Linked DNA regions of Mus musculus: region 2 is linked to region 1. Evidence: chromatin contacts called from public Hi-C data. All regions are on one chromosome and are shown on one strand. Each heading gives the region's core, a stretch centred on a gene start, on an enhancer-like site or on the middle of the called end of the contact. The rest is flanking DNA. Distances are from core to core; before and after follow the strand shown.

What was found. Hi-C and Micro-C count contacts between places; a contact is called where the count stands out from the background.
Region 2: a contact with region 1 is called in a Hi-C map of epidermal suprabasal cells, with 4 times the contacts expected there. The contact joins the enhancer-like site here to the promoter of Aadacl2 in region 1. A contact is called at or near these places in 1 of 39 promoter capture datasets (macrophages), 2 of 484 Hi-C or Micro-C datasets (epidermal suprabasal cells and nephron progenitors) and 1 of 9 other capture datasets (pancreatic islet).

Annotation. Positions count from the first base shown.
Region 1 is chr3:60,004,335-60,010,448 of GRCm38.p6, reverse strand. Aadacl2 (arylacetamide deacetylase like 2) reads right to left here and starts at 3,706. Exons shown (of 5, transcript NM_001128091.1): 1 at 3,334-3,706. The coding sequence starts at 3,471.
Region 2 is chr3:60,051,280-60,057,393 of GRCm38.p6, reverse strand. No RefSeq gene overlaps it. Among named protein-coding and RNA genes, the nearest start is that of Aadac, 23 kb to the right of the region's middle. Within about 2 kb of position 3,628, at least 16 of the 459 cell types and tissues checked have an H3K27ac peak or open chromatin away from gene starts, as enhancers often do. A contact at or near this core is called in epidermal suprabasal cells, where this site is marked.

The DNA of each region.
Region 1 (6,114 bases), core at 2,457-4,956:
AATAATTCAACATTAGATCTGTAATATCAAATAAATGTGAAGATAAAGTTTAGAAGAATAAAACAGGGAAAAAAACAACAAAGAAGCCAAACAGAAATAAAGAATTTGTAAAATTAAATCCAAATAATATTATGACCATTTTTTTTTCAAAGACCCTTTGCCTTTGAAAATCTCAGGTGTTTTAGATTAAATGTTATTTAGAAAATCATCTTTACTTACATTTTTAAAGACTTTTTGTATTTATTGCTTAATTATAAATCTTTCAAAAATTCAATGTCTTATGATCCCTCTATGTATGTTGTCATAAGTTCCTTCTAAAATTACATTATTTAATCTCAATTTTAAATATTATGATATGACCATATTATACGTAATGTGAACTTGGTTTTGTTTATTTGTTTGTTTTTTATTTTGATTTTTTTTACTCTACCCTTTTCTATAAAACCTTCTTTGATTTTACTGCAGAAATATGATCAGCCTATCTAGAAAATAGACAATTTATTCAAGAAATATATCTTTAAACTTCCAGAGCCAATAGTACTTGAATAGCTTTTATAACTGCATGTATTACAAGGTAAGGTATGTACAACTATTCTCCATATTTTGATGAGAGAAATGCACTGAGAAATTGCAGCCATACCTGTCAAATTTATTCACACACATAAGCACTGTCTGCAGAGTCTGAAGCAGCATGCTTGTACCATATCCTCTGGGCTTATATAACAGCTTGTAGTTTAGTTTTATTTTAAGGGATTTAAGACTGTGCAACTGGCCAGATCTCTGACTCTTGTTTCTTCTCATTGGTTCTTTTTCCTCTGTTGATTTGTCTTATCCAACTTTGATGTGATTTTTTTTATCTTATTATATTTATTTTGTTATATATATATTTAAATGAATGAATTAATTAATTAATTAAAGCCTACCAACTATGGTAAAGGTTAATGACTGAACTACCACTTAAGCCTACAGGCATAAAGAATAAGTTTTCTCCATATATCAACTACCCCAGAGCAAGGCTCAAACTGAGGAGTAGTTGACGACCACATAATGAATTCTGTCCATTTAGTGTGCTTTTATATGGTTACACTTTAGTGGTGTTTTTGTTCTGTCTTATTTTTACTTTTTGGTTGTTATTAAATTTTTTCAAGGTTTTTAGGGGGTTTGTTGTTGTATTCAGTTTTGAGTTTGTTTCATAAAAAGAAATTATTCTGTGTGTAGGGAGGAGGAGAAAATATAGAAGGAGTTGAGGGAAGGGAATATGTTATCAAAATATGTTTGAATTTAAAAATTGTCTTACATAATAAAGTATAATAAAAATTAGAAAGCTACTGATCAATGTACACTGACATTATTGTGTACAAACCCATGCAAAGATAATACCAGGAATAAAGTTATTGCTGAGTTCTAGTACAGTATAAATAAATGAATATTTTTGGTGTATATAGAAGAGTGAAGTTCATTCCAACAATCAATAAATATTGCCTAATTATTTAAACTCTTTAATTACACATTCTAGAGGTGCAAGTAAGATGTCTCAATAGGTAGAGGTACCTGTCTCCAACCAGGAGCATTTCTAAGATCCACCTTCTAGAAGAGAAGAACTGCCCCTTGTATGATGTCCTTTGACCACTACACATGTTTTGGCATGAACCTTCCCTCCAAAACACACACACACACACACACACACACACACACACACACACACACACACACACAGACACACACACACACACACACAAACTAGTTAATTGATTAATTTTGAAATGTAACAAAAGTTCTTAAGTATTTTCTAACTAATTAAATATAAAAAGATATGACCTGTTAATATGAGTGCATGAGATATCAATATATTCAGATAATTTTCATTTAATGAATTTGCTCTTGAAAATTTTATTTTTAGGAAATGGTCTTATTTAGTTTATGTCAATGTTTTCTGGATTTAAAATGATACTTAAGCATTTTAAGACTATATTGAAAACTATCTATGTAGCAATTATCACATGTTCTTCTTAAATGCCTGACCATTATTACACAGAACAATTCACACAAATGTTAAATTAGTACCCTCACTTTTATGTTAATGGGTACAATGCAGAGTCAAGGAAGATTCTCATGGTTATGTGTGGATATTTTACAACTCTTTCAAAACAACATATGATTACAAAATAATGTACTGATTTTATAAAAGGCTATATAATAAAGAACTTTATTATTTTTACTTTAATACAATAAAAAGCAAGAATATTTATTGTCTTTGCAATCTAAATTGTAGGACTCAGTGCTAAAATTATCAAAGATTTTCAAATTTCCTGGGATAAACTCTTAATTACATTTTCCTTTTGACTATTATAGTTGCAGAAGTACAGGATAATAATTCATAATTTCAAATACATAAGGTGTGTATGTTAATGATATATACATGATTATTAGAAATATGTGAAGCTGACAAAGTAACAGCATCATATTAGAGTGAGATGTTCTGATAGGTGATATTGTGATATTGATGAAAGCATGGCTATTTCTCATTAAATACATATGAAATAATCACAAGAGAATTGACATGGGCTGGTTCCTGTATTCATTCCCTTGATCAAGTAATCAGAACATTTGAAAAAGAGAACTGTGGGTGAAAGACACAGATACTCAGAAATTTATAAAGAACTTTAGTTTTAGTTGTCATGGAACTGTGCATCTTTTAAACCTTGGACTGCTGTAACTTCTGATCATCTATTAATTCTGCTAGCTTAGCTTTTCAGGCTCCAACTGTTAGAACTGTCAAAATGTACCCACTTTCTGCAAGGTACCCACTTTGCACATAAAGAACACAGATAAATAATGCAGCCTGGGGCTCAAATTTAAGCTGCTACTCTCTCTGTATGCACTCTTATGAATATATATTTCCTCTCATATAAACTATACATTTAGAAAAGAGTGGATAGCGAGAGGAGATCCATGTATATGCAAAGAAAGCATATATATTACAGCATCAAAAGTGTCAGTTTCTAACTATTCTGGAACAATTACAGCAGTATATCCACTCTGTATATTCTAAGATAACCTTAGAATTCCAGCAATTTAGAATTGGAGGCAGACAACAGAAGCCAAGGAAATAACAAAATTTCTAATTTGTTACCAAGCAAGTACTGTTATAATAATTGATATCTTTATAGAAGATAAAAACATGGTTATGAAACCAGTGTTTTCTTAGAACTTGAGTGAAAATCATATTAACATTATTTTAAAAATGTTTTCTTTCAGAAATATATCAATAGTATTATAAAAATATTCAAAAACATTCGTTCTTACTAATAGAAAAAAATATATTCTTCTTACCATAAGGGAACAAGTTTTAGCAACTGTATCCAAAGCCATTACTTTCCAGGTTTCTTCAATGTTGTCAGGCACGGGTGTATAAATACAAGATAAAAAGCTAACACAAAGCAGTCCAAAACAGAGAGCTTTGAATCCCATAGTATCCTAAACTCTTCCCAGTGCAGACATTAAAATATTTCCATAAACAACTGAATAAAAAGCCACAGAATGAGTACAGACTGGGAACCGTCTCAGGTAAATACAACTATTCCACAATGGGAATCTGATTCTTATTTCAAACAGTCATTTTGAATTAAGCAATATCATTTCTAACTTGTTCTGCAAATGGACAGACTGGGAAGTAGATGTTGAAATTCATCAGGTGTGGTACCCACTAAATTAACATGTAATTTAAATTTCCTGCAGTGTTTCTTCATTCTGTGATATTAATGTCAGCATAAAATAGCTTTAGGAAATCAGAATCCAAATGTAAGCACTGGATAATTTTTGAAGTAATTTTTTTGTAGTTTCAATATTTTCTAACAGATTTATAGTAAGTTATTTGATATCCAGTTAAAATATATGCTAATATCATCGCTATAATTACCTATGTTAACAAATCATGCCTAGAGTAGACTAAGCTTTAAAATGAAAGATAGGGTGTGTGGAGACTTGTTCAATTTCTATCATGCAGCAAGCTGTAATTTTAAGCCTAGACCAGAATTACCAGAAAGTTCAGAACAAGTATTTTAGCAGTCTGACTTTTAGAAAGCTGCATTATACGATGATTGAAATTCATGAGTCACCACAGTTTAGTTTAGCTGCTTGGTGTTAGTGAAATATTGTTTCTGGGTGTGCCTGCAAGGGTGTTTCCTGAAGGGAATGATGTTTGAGTTGGTAGCGAGGCTCACAGATGTGACTGGATATCATCAGATGCACTCATAGTATGAGTAGAAGACACACTTTTTCTCTCTTCTTGAGCAAACCTTGTTGTAGGTCTAATCATATAAATGTTAATCTGCTTCCATCTTCTGTCCTTGTCCTGGGCTTGTCATACATGTATTTGAAAATATGTCCACTCAGTTCTTGTTTTTAACTGCAGTTGCTCTTGAGCCTGGTAAAACCCCTAATAATTCTTAGGACCCTATGATTAATTTTAAATTCTACTTGAATCTCACCCAATCTCAAAAAAACCCTGCATAGGTACTCCCTTAAACTTCAAGTATTTCTTCCATATTTTCTTCCTTCCCTCTCCTTTCCTACCCATTGGCTAATTGAAAGACAATGTACCTGATGATACTTTATTACTGTTGCCCCTGTGAAGTATATTGTTCCTCTTTTCCTAGAATCCTTGAATAAATTACCTTGGCTTACTTATCCTTCATTTGGCAAATTTCATAAGAACTCTATTTTTTCTACCATTGGATTTCGTGCTTCTGTGTTTTGGTCTCTAACTTGTAACAAAGACACATGATCCACTATGTTCATAGCAGCCTTATTTATAATAGCCAGAAGCTGGAAAGAATGCAGATGTCCCTCAATAGAAGAATGGATACAGAAAATGGGGTACATTTACACAATGGAGTACTACTCAGCTATTAAAAACAATGAATTTGTGAAATTTGTAGGCAAATGGATGTATCTGGAGGATATCATCCTAAGTGAGTTAACCCAATCACAAAAGAACACACATGATGTACATTCACTGATAAGTGGATATTAGCCCAGAAACTTAGAATACCCAAGATACAATTTACAAAACACATGAAACTCAAGAAGAAGGAAGACCAAATTATGGGTACTTTGATCCTTCTTAGAAGGGGGAACAAAATACCCATGGAAGGAGTTACAAAGACAGTTCAGAGCAGAGCCTGAAGGAATGAGCATCCAGAGACTACCCCACTTGGAGATACACCTCATAAACAACCATCAAATCCAGACACTAGGCAGATTCCAACAAGAGCCTGCTGACAGGAGCCTGATTGGGTTACCTCACTCAGGATGATATCCTCCAGATCCATCCATTTGCCTAAGAATTTCATAAATTCATTGTTTTTAATAACTGAGCAGTACTCCATTGTGTAAATGTACCACATTTTCTGTATCCATTCCTCTGTTGAGGGGCATCTGAGTTCTTTCCACTTCTGGCTATTATAAATAAGCCTGCAGATACACTGAAACTTATAGAGGAGAAAGTGTGGAAGAGCCTCAAACATATGGGCTCAAGGGAAAAATTCCTGAACAGAACACCAATGGCTTCTACTGTAAGAACAAGAATCAACAAATGGGACCTCATCGAAGCTTCTGTAAGGCTAAGAACACTATCAATAAGACAAAAAGGCAACCAACAGATTTGGGAAAAGATCTTTATCAATCCTACATCTGATAGAGGGCTAATATCCAATATATACAAAGAACTCAAGAAGTTAGACTCCAGACAAACAAGTAACCCTATTACAAATGGGGTACATAGCTAAACAAAGAATTCTCAACTGAGGAATACAGAATGGCTGAGAAGCCCCTAAAAAAATGTTCAACATCCTTTGTAATTAGGGAATTGCAAATCAAAACAACCCTGAGATTCTACCTCACACCAGTCAGAAGGACTAAGAAAAGAATCTCAGGTGACAGCAGAAGCTGGCAAGGATGTGGAGAAAGAGGAATGAAGCCCTTTCATTGCTGGTGGGATTGTAAGCTGGTACAACCACTATGAAGATTAGTTTGGCAGTTCTTCACAGGATTGGACATAATACTACCTGAGCTATACCACTCCTGGACATATACCCAGAAGATGCTTCAATA
Region 2 (6,114 bases), core at 2,379-4,878, 47 kb before region 1:
GAGGATTTGTGGTCTTTCCTCTATGTTGTTTTATCTACTGTTGTGCTTGTTCAGCTCATGCCTAGGCAGCCATGTTAGTGAGCCTTTAGGCATGTAGCCCTGAAGGTACTAGAGCTACCAGTAACTAAGGAGGGGTGATGGGGATAGAATTAGTTTCCTCCAGGGAAGAGTGAGCTAAAGGTCAGCTTTGAAAACATATGTACAAGTATCATTATACAGATTGAGCAGGCTATATTTTGGGACACCCGCACCCACACACATACACACACATACACAATTTGTAAGAGCTAATGAAAACTTGGCCCCGAATTTGAAAGAGAGAAAGAAATGTATATAAATATGAAAGGACTTGGAAAGAGAAAAGAGAAATGATGTTCTTCTAATCACAAAAAGTAAAAGAAACAATAAAGAGAAAAGAGGAAGACAAAAAGCTACACTCAAGTCTACCTGCCTTTTTTTCTTATTAGGAGCTAAAGAACATTTGTGAATAGAGGAAGTTGTATTGGCACCAGTTTGTGTTCATTATTTTATTTATCTCATTTAAGATAAATCTTACATCTTAAGATGTAAGAATTATATAAATCTCCATGCAGAGGACATTTGGAGATATTTATAATTTGAAATATTTTCTCAAATGAGCAAATGTTTCAATATTCATATTGAAACACACAAACATAGAATTATTAGGTATGTATTCTAAGACTAACTGCATTTCAGCTTACGTTGGGCAACAGCCTTTGGGGACCACAAGGGGGCAGAAGAAGTGAACTAATTCTCTAAATAATATACAGTCTCATAGAATGTCTTTCTTTATATAAATTTATTTACTTTCTAGGAATAGGAAACGTGTTCAAGGCCCTGGTAAAAGTTTTGATTATAATGACATAACAGTATAAAATGTAAAACGCCAGATCTTCTGGTTTCTAATACTTTAATGCAGAGTATATGACTAGATATAGTATATTCCACCAAAAGAAAGTGGAAGAAAACTGTGAATTGAGGTCTAGTGAAAAATAAGCAAATGAACAAATAGGATTAAGACAAATATATAAGTATATTATACCACCAATGCCACATTCAAAATTAAAAAAATAAATAAATCCTCTGTTAAAGTAATTAAGTCTAGATTCTGTACTGTCTTGGGGCTGTGGGAAAATGAAACCCACTGGGCTTCTGTGCTTATAGGGGCTTGGATTAGGTAGGTTTTAGTTTTCTTTTCCTTTTGTTTTGTTTTAAAATCCCCTCCCCAAAAGAAATAAACACCCATTGGAGACTAAGAACTATGCGTATAGGATGCTCACAAAAAGTGGTTTCCTACGCATCGGTCCTCACCTGTCCACAGTCTCGCCTTCTCTGAAAGGAGCACTGGAACTACTCTACAAGATTTCTATAAAGTCTTCCATTAATATGACCTCGGAGGGCGGGGAGCGTGTTGCACTGTGTATAGGCCATATACTTGAGTGTTTTATTTCAAACTCTTGGCAGAAAGCTTTGTCTTTCTTGCTAAAGATTCCCTAGGATAGGGGTGTATCATCAGAGGCTTGGCAAAACTCAGCATCTCAAAACCATTAACTCCCCCTAGAAGCAGGTCATGTTTTGAATTATGACAAGTTAACATGAGGGAAAACAAGTGAAAGCAATCTACTAGTGACTCTTCACATAAAGGACATTTAAGCACATCCCATCTCTGTCCCCTAAAATTACAGCAGTTTTCTTCACTGGAAATTATTCCTTTTTTTTTTTCTTAATGTGAACTTTACAGCATCATTGAGCTCTCTGATGAAATAGCTAGAGTCTTAAATAGTATACACTCTTCTAAAACCTTCAGGGTTCCTGAGATCAGAAAGAAAAGTAAAACAGGAAAAACCATTCTATAAAATCTATTGCAGAAAATGACTTTTGGCAGAGTAGCAGATAGATAAGTTAAAAATAGATGGGCCACTTTGTTGTTTCGGGGTCTTTAATTTTTTCTTAATTCCCACTGTATAGAAATTCATTGAGATGTGTAGAATTTAGGTCTGGTTTCTATTGCTGTAGCTTTTTTTCTTGGATTTTCATTTTCAAGTTCTTTATATAAAAGCCTTATAACCTTTATTATAAAGATCTTGCAAGTAAATAATGACATTAAAACTAACCAGAACCAGTGTGTATAATAAAGTTTTAATACATTTTTTCAAACATAAAAAAATAATAATTGCTTTTCAGATTCTTGTACATGAACCTGTGTTATGTTCCTAAATGGTGGCAGGCAGAGGCACAAGCGCCTAATACTCAAGCTTGTTGGTGGCTGATTTCTTAGTGCTGGAGCAAGACTTAGAGTTGTATGCCCATGAGGATATCCCTCCTCCTATGCCACAATACACTTACTATGTATTTCTGACTTTTCTAGTATGTAAGACCTAAAACTGAAAATTACAGCACTAAAATTTCTGTGAGATCTAAAAGATACCTCTGTATCCAAATCTGGTTACCATTACACAGAGCAAAGGCCAGAGAGGCAACTGAGGGCCCCACACAAATGTACATTTTAGGTTAGGCTTGGCAGTTGGCTATGGTTCAGGTGGGCTAGACCTATGGAAATTCACAAGACTGAACAAGCACACAGGATGTGCAATTAGGCTAATCCTGGAATTTAGATATGCCATGAGTGAGCTAGATACAAGTAATCTCAGTAGGTTGAGCTGGTGCATAAGATAGGTGACTAGGGCCAAGCAGAGTTTGTATTTCAGACTGATATGAAAGATGTACAGTCAGTGCCAATCCTGTATATTGGGAATAGTACATAAAGAGTTTAACAATCTTGGCTGATGTGTAGGATGTGCAGTGTTGGCTGGCTCTGGATGACACATATGGCACAAATAGTCTAGGCTCAGGCAGACTTCTATTTTTATTTGTTTACATTTCACTTGGGATTTAATTACCACACTCTTTACATTGCTGACATTCTTTTTCATGTTCTTTTTAAACTGTTGATTATGTTTATGATTGTACTTTTAAACTCATATCCTGAGGTTTGTCTGGGTAGTTATTCCTGGAGAACATGTCTACAGGACTCAATTGAGGGGCATCATATTGTTTTAGCCATTCACTTTGATTTTGGTTTTGTTGAGTGCTCTGGTCTTGTAGACTTTTTCATTGTGTGTCTGATACAAGATATTATGCCGCTTTGTTGAGTGAAAGTTTGGCTCTGTTTTTGCTATTGCTCAAGCATGGTTGATTTTAGATAAAGTATGAAGAGCTTGTATGTCAGTCCTCCAGAGTTTCCAAATTGAGTTTTTGATTGGAGTGTTGGATGTGATTCTAGCTCAGTGGCAACCAAGAAAGGGCGTGAATGTGAGACTCCTCCCTGGGTCTGCCTGGGCAAGTACACAATACCTGGGTATTGTGTCACAGTTTCTTTAATGAAAACTTTCCATCTCATAGGAAAGCTCATAAAACACAAAATGTTAAAGGGGAGATCAACATTGTATTTTAAGACAGGCTGTTTTCGGGGAGGTAAAACAACAGAATTCCTGAGGTTAAATAAAACATCCCATCCTAAAGAGAAACTCCCTAAGCTTAGGATCTCTCCCTCCCACCCATGAGTAAGCAATAAGGAGTCACTGTGAGAGAAGTCTGAGTTGACTGAGAGCAGTTGAGAGCAGTAGAACAGGTTGGAAGAGGCAAGATTAGCTACTTTTCCTGAAACCCCAGGTCAGCTGAGTTACTTGGAAAGAATGCTTTGCATGCTGGGGTGCCTGTAGGTTTCAGAAAGCTTTAGGTTCCCAACCTTAGTCCACTCACTGTCAACCACACTGGGGTAGGCTCCAGTGATGTAACTGCCCTTGTGGCATTTCTACTTTTGCAAGGAACCTCTCACCTATGTTCCTGTAAGCAGCTCTTAAAAATATTCGTTGGTTCACAAAGGAAGTTGAATTTTATCATGTGTGTACACTGCCTTACCTTTGGTTCCCTATCTGGAGTGAGTAGACATTTGTTTACATCTCCCTAGGAATAGTGTCACATCTGGTCAGAACTAGAAGGGTAAAGAAGTGTTCATCAGGGACCACAGGCAGTCACTTCTCTGGACTACAATCTGCATGGACTACGTTAGGTTTTCTGGGAGTATGAAAACTTTAAAAGAAGATGAGTGTCCAGGTCACTAATTAACCAGGCTGGGGTGGTTAGCATACCCTGAGCTAAGCCTGGGACTATGTATACATTCAATAAATGAAGTAATTTTCTTAGTAGAAAGAATGACAAGATCATCTGAGAGTAGTGGGTAGATAACCAGAGCACATCATAGCTCACCTATATTTGTCTAGTTCTTGTGGTCTTTCTCAAATTAACTGTGATATAAAATATTTCAATTAGTACATTTTTACAGTTTATTACAACAAGCTCTGTTTTAGAAAAACATAATGTGTGTTAGCTCTACCTTTCTTGCAATTCATTTTTCAAGATTTTATTCTAGTACTTATTTTGTATGGAACATAACATAAAGGGTTTTGTTGTTGTTTATTTATTTTAGTTAATATGTTGTTTACTAATATACATGTTTAAAGAATTGATTTGACTAGAATTTCTTCCTATCTTTCCCCTTAAACTTTTGTAATTAAGGAATAGTTAAAATTGGGCGGAAAATTGTTCAGTATAAACCACTTGTTTAGTACTTGCAAGTTCTTGAGTTCAATCTCTAGTACACACACACACACACACACACACACACACACACAGAGAGAGAGAGAGAGAGAGAGAGAGAGAGAGAGAGAGAGAGAGAGAGAGAGAACGCAAATAAACTTCAACATTCCAAGGCAAGTTTTACAGGCAGAGGGATGTAACTAGAAAATATCATCCTGAGTAAAGTAACTCAGACTTGAAAGGACATGCATGGTATATTCTCACTAATAAGTAGATATTAGCCTAAAAACTACAGAACACCTAGACTTTAATCTGCAGAACTCAAGAAGGTTAACAAATAGAAGTGTTCATGTAAGGATGCTTCAGTCCCACTTGGGAGGGGGGAGAAAATAATCATGGGTCCAGAGAGAGGGAGGGACCTAGGTGGGAGTGGTGAGGGGGCAAGAAAAGGAGAGGCGTGATCATGAATGGGGGAGGAATACAGGAGAGAAGCCCTGAGGGCCAGCAGAATGAATGGAAATATGCAACGTGGGGCAGGTGGAGGTGAGGAGACCCTTTAGAAAGTATCAGAGACCAGGGAGGTGAAAGACTCAAAGTACTCAAAGGGAGGGACCTTAGATGCAATGTACAACAATGGAGATAGGGAATTTATAGAGTCCACCTCCAGTTCAAAGACAGGGCTTCAAGTGGAAGGATGGGATTGTCATCCCACAGTCAAAAACTCTGACCCAGAATTGTTCCTGTCTAAGAGACCTTCAGGGACAAAAATGGAGACAAGACTAAGAGAAAGGAGGTCCAGTGAACTGCCCAACTTGGGATCCATCTCCAATGCCCGACACTACTAATGATGCCATGGTGTTCTTATAAACAGAAGCCTAGCATGGCTATCCTCTGAGAGACACAACAAGCATCTGAGACTGATGCAGATACTTACCTCCAACCATTGGGCTGAAGTCAGGACCCCCTGTGGTTGAATTAGGGAAAGGCTGGAAGAAGCTGAGGAGGGACCCTGTAGGAAGACCAGAAGTCTCAAGTAACCTGGGACCGCTGAGATCTTTCAGACACCGAGGCACCAACCAGGCAGCATACAGGAGTTGGTCTGAAGCTCCCAACACATACACAGTATAGGATTGCATGGTCTGGCCTCAGTGGAAGAAGATGCACCTAACCCTCGAGAGACTTGAGGCCCCCAGGAGTGGGGAGGCCTGGTGGTAGGGTTGGGGGGAATGGAGACATCGGGGAGGAAAAATAGGATGAGGAACTGTGGGAGGACAGACCAGGAGCAAGGGCTGGACTGTAACAAAATAAAAGCAATGATAACAACAACAACAACAACAACAGAGTGTAAACTTTAAGACAAAATAATTATTAGAAAAAAAAGGAAAAACTTAAGTTACTAAGTACTCAGAGTTGACAAAATTCTAAACTTACAAAACATTTTGCTGTTTTTGATGCTGTGTTGGTCCACATGACACTCCAAGATTCCCCAGCATT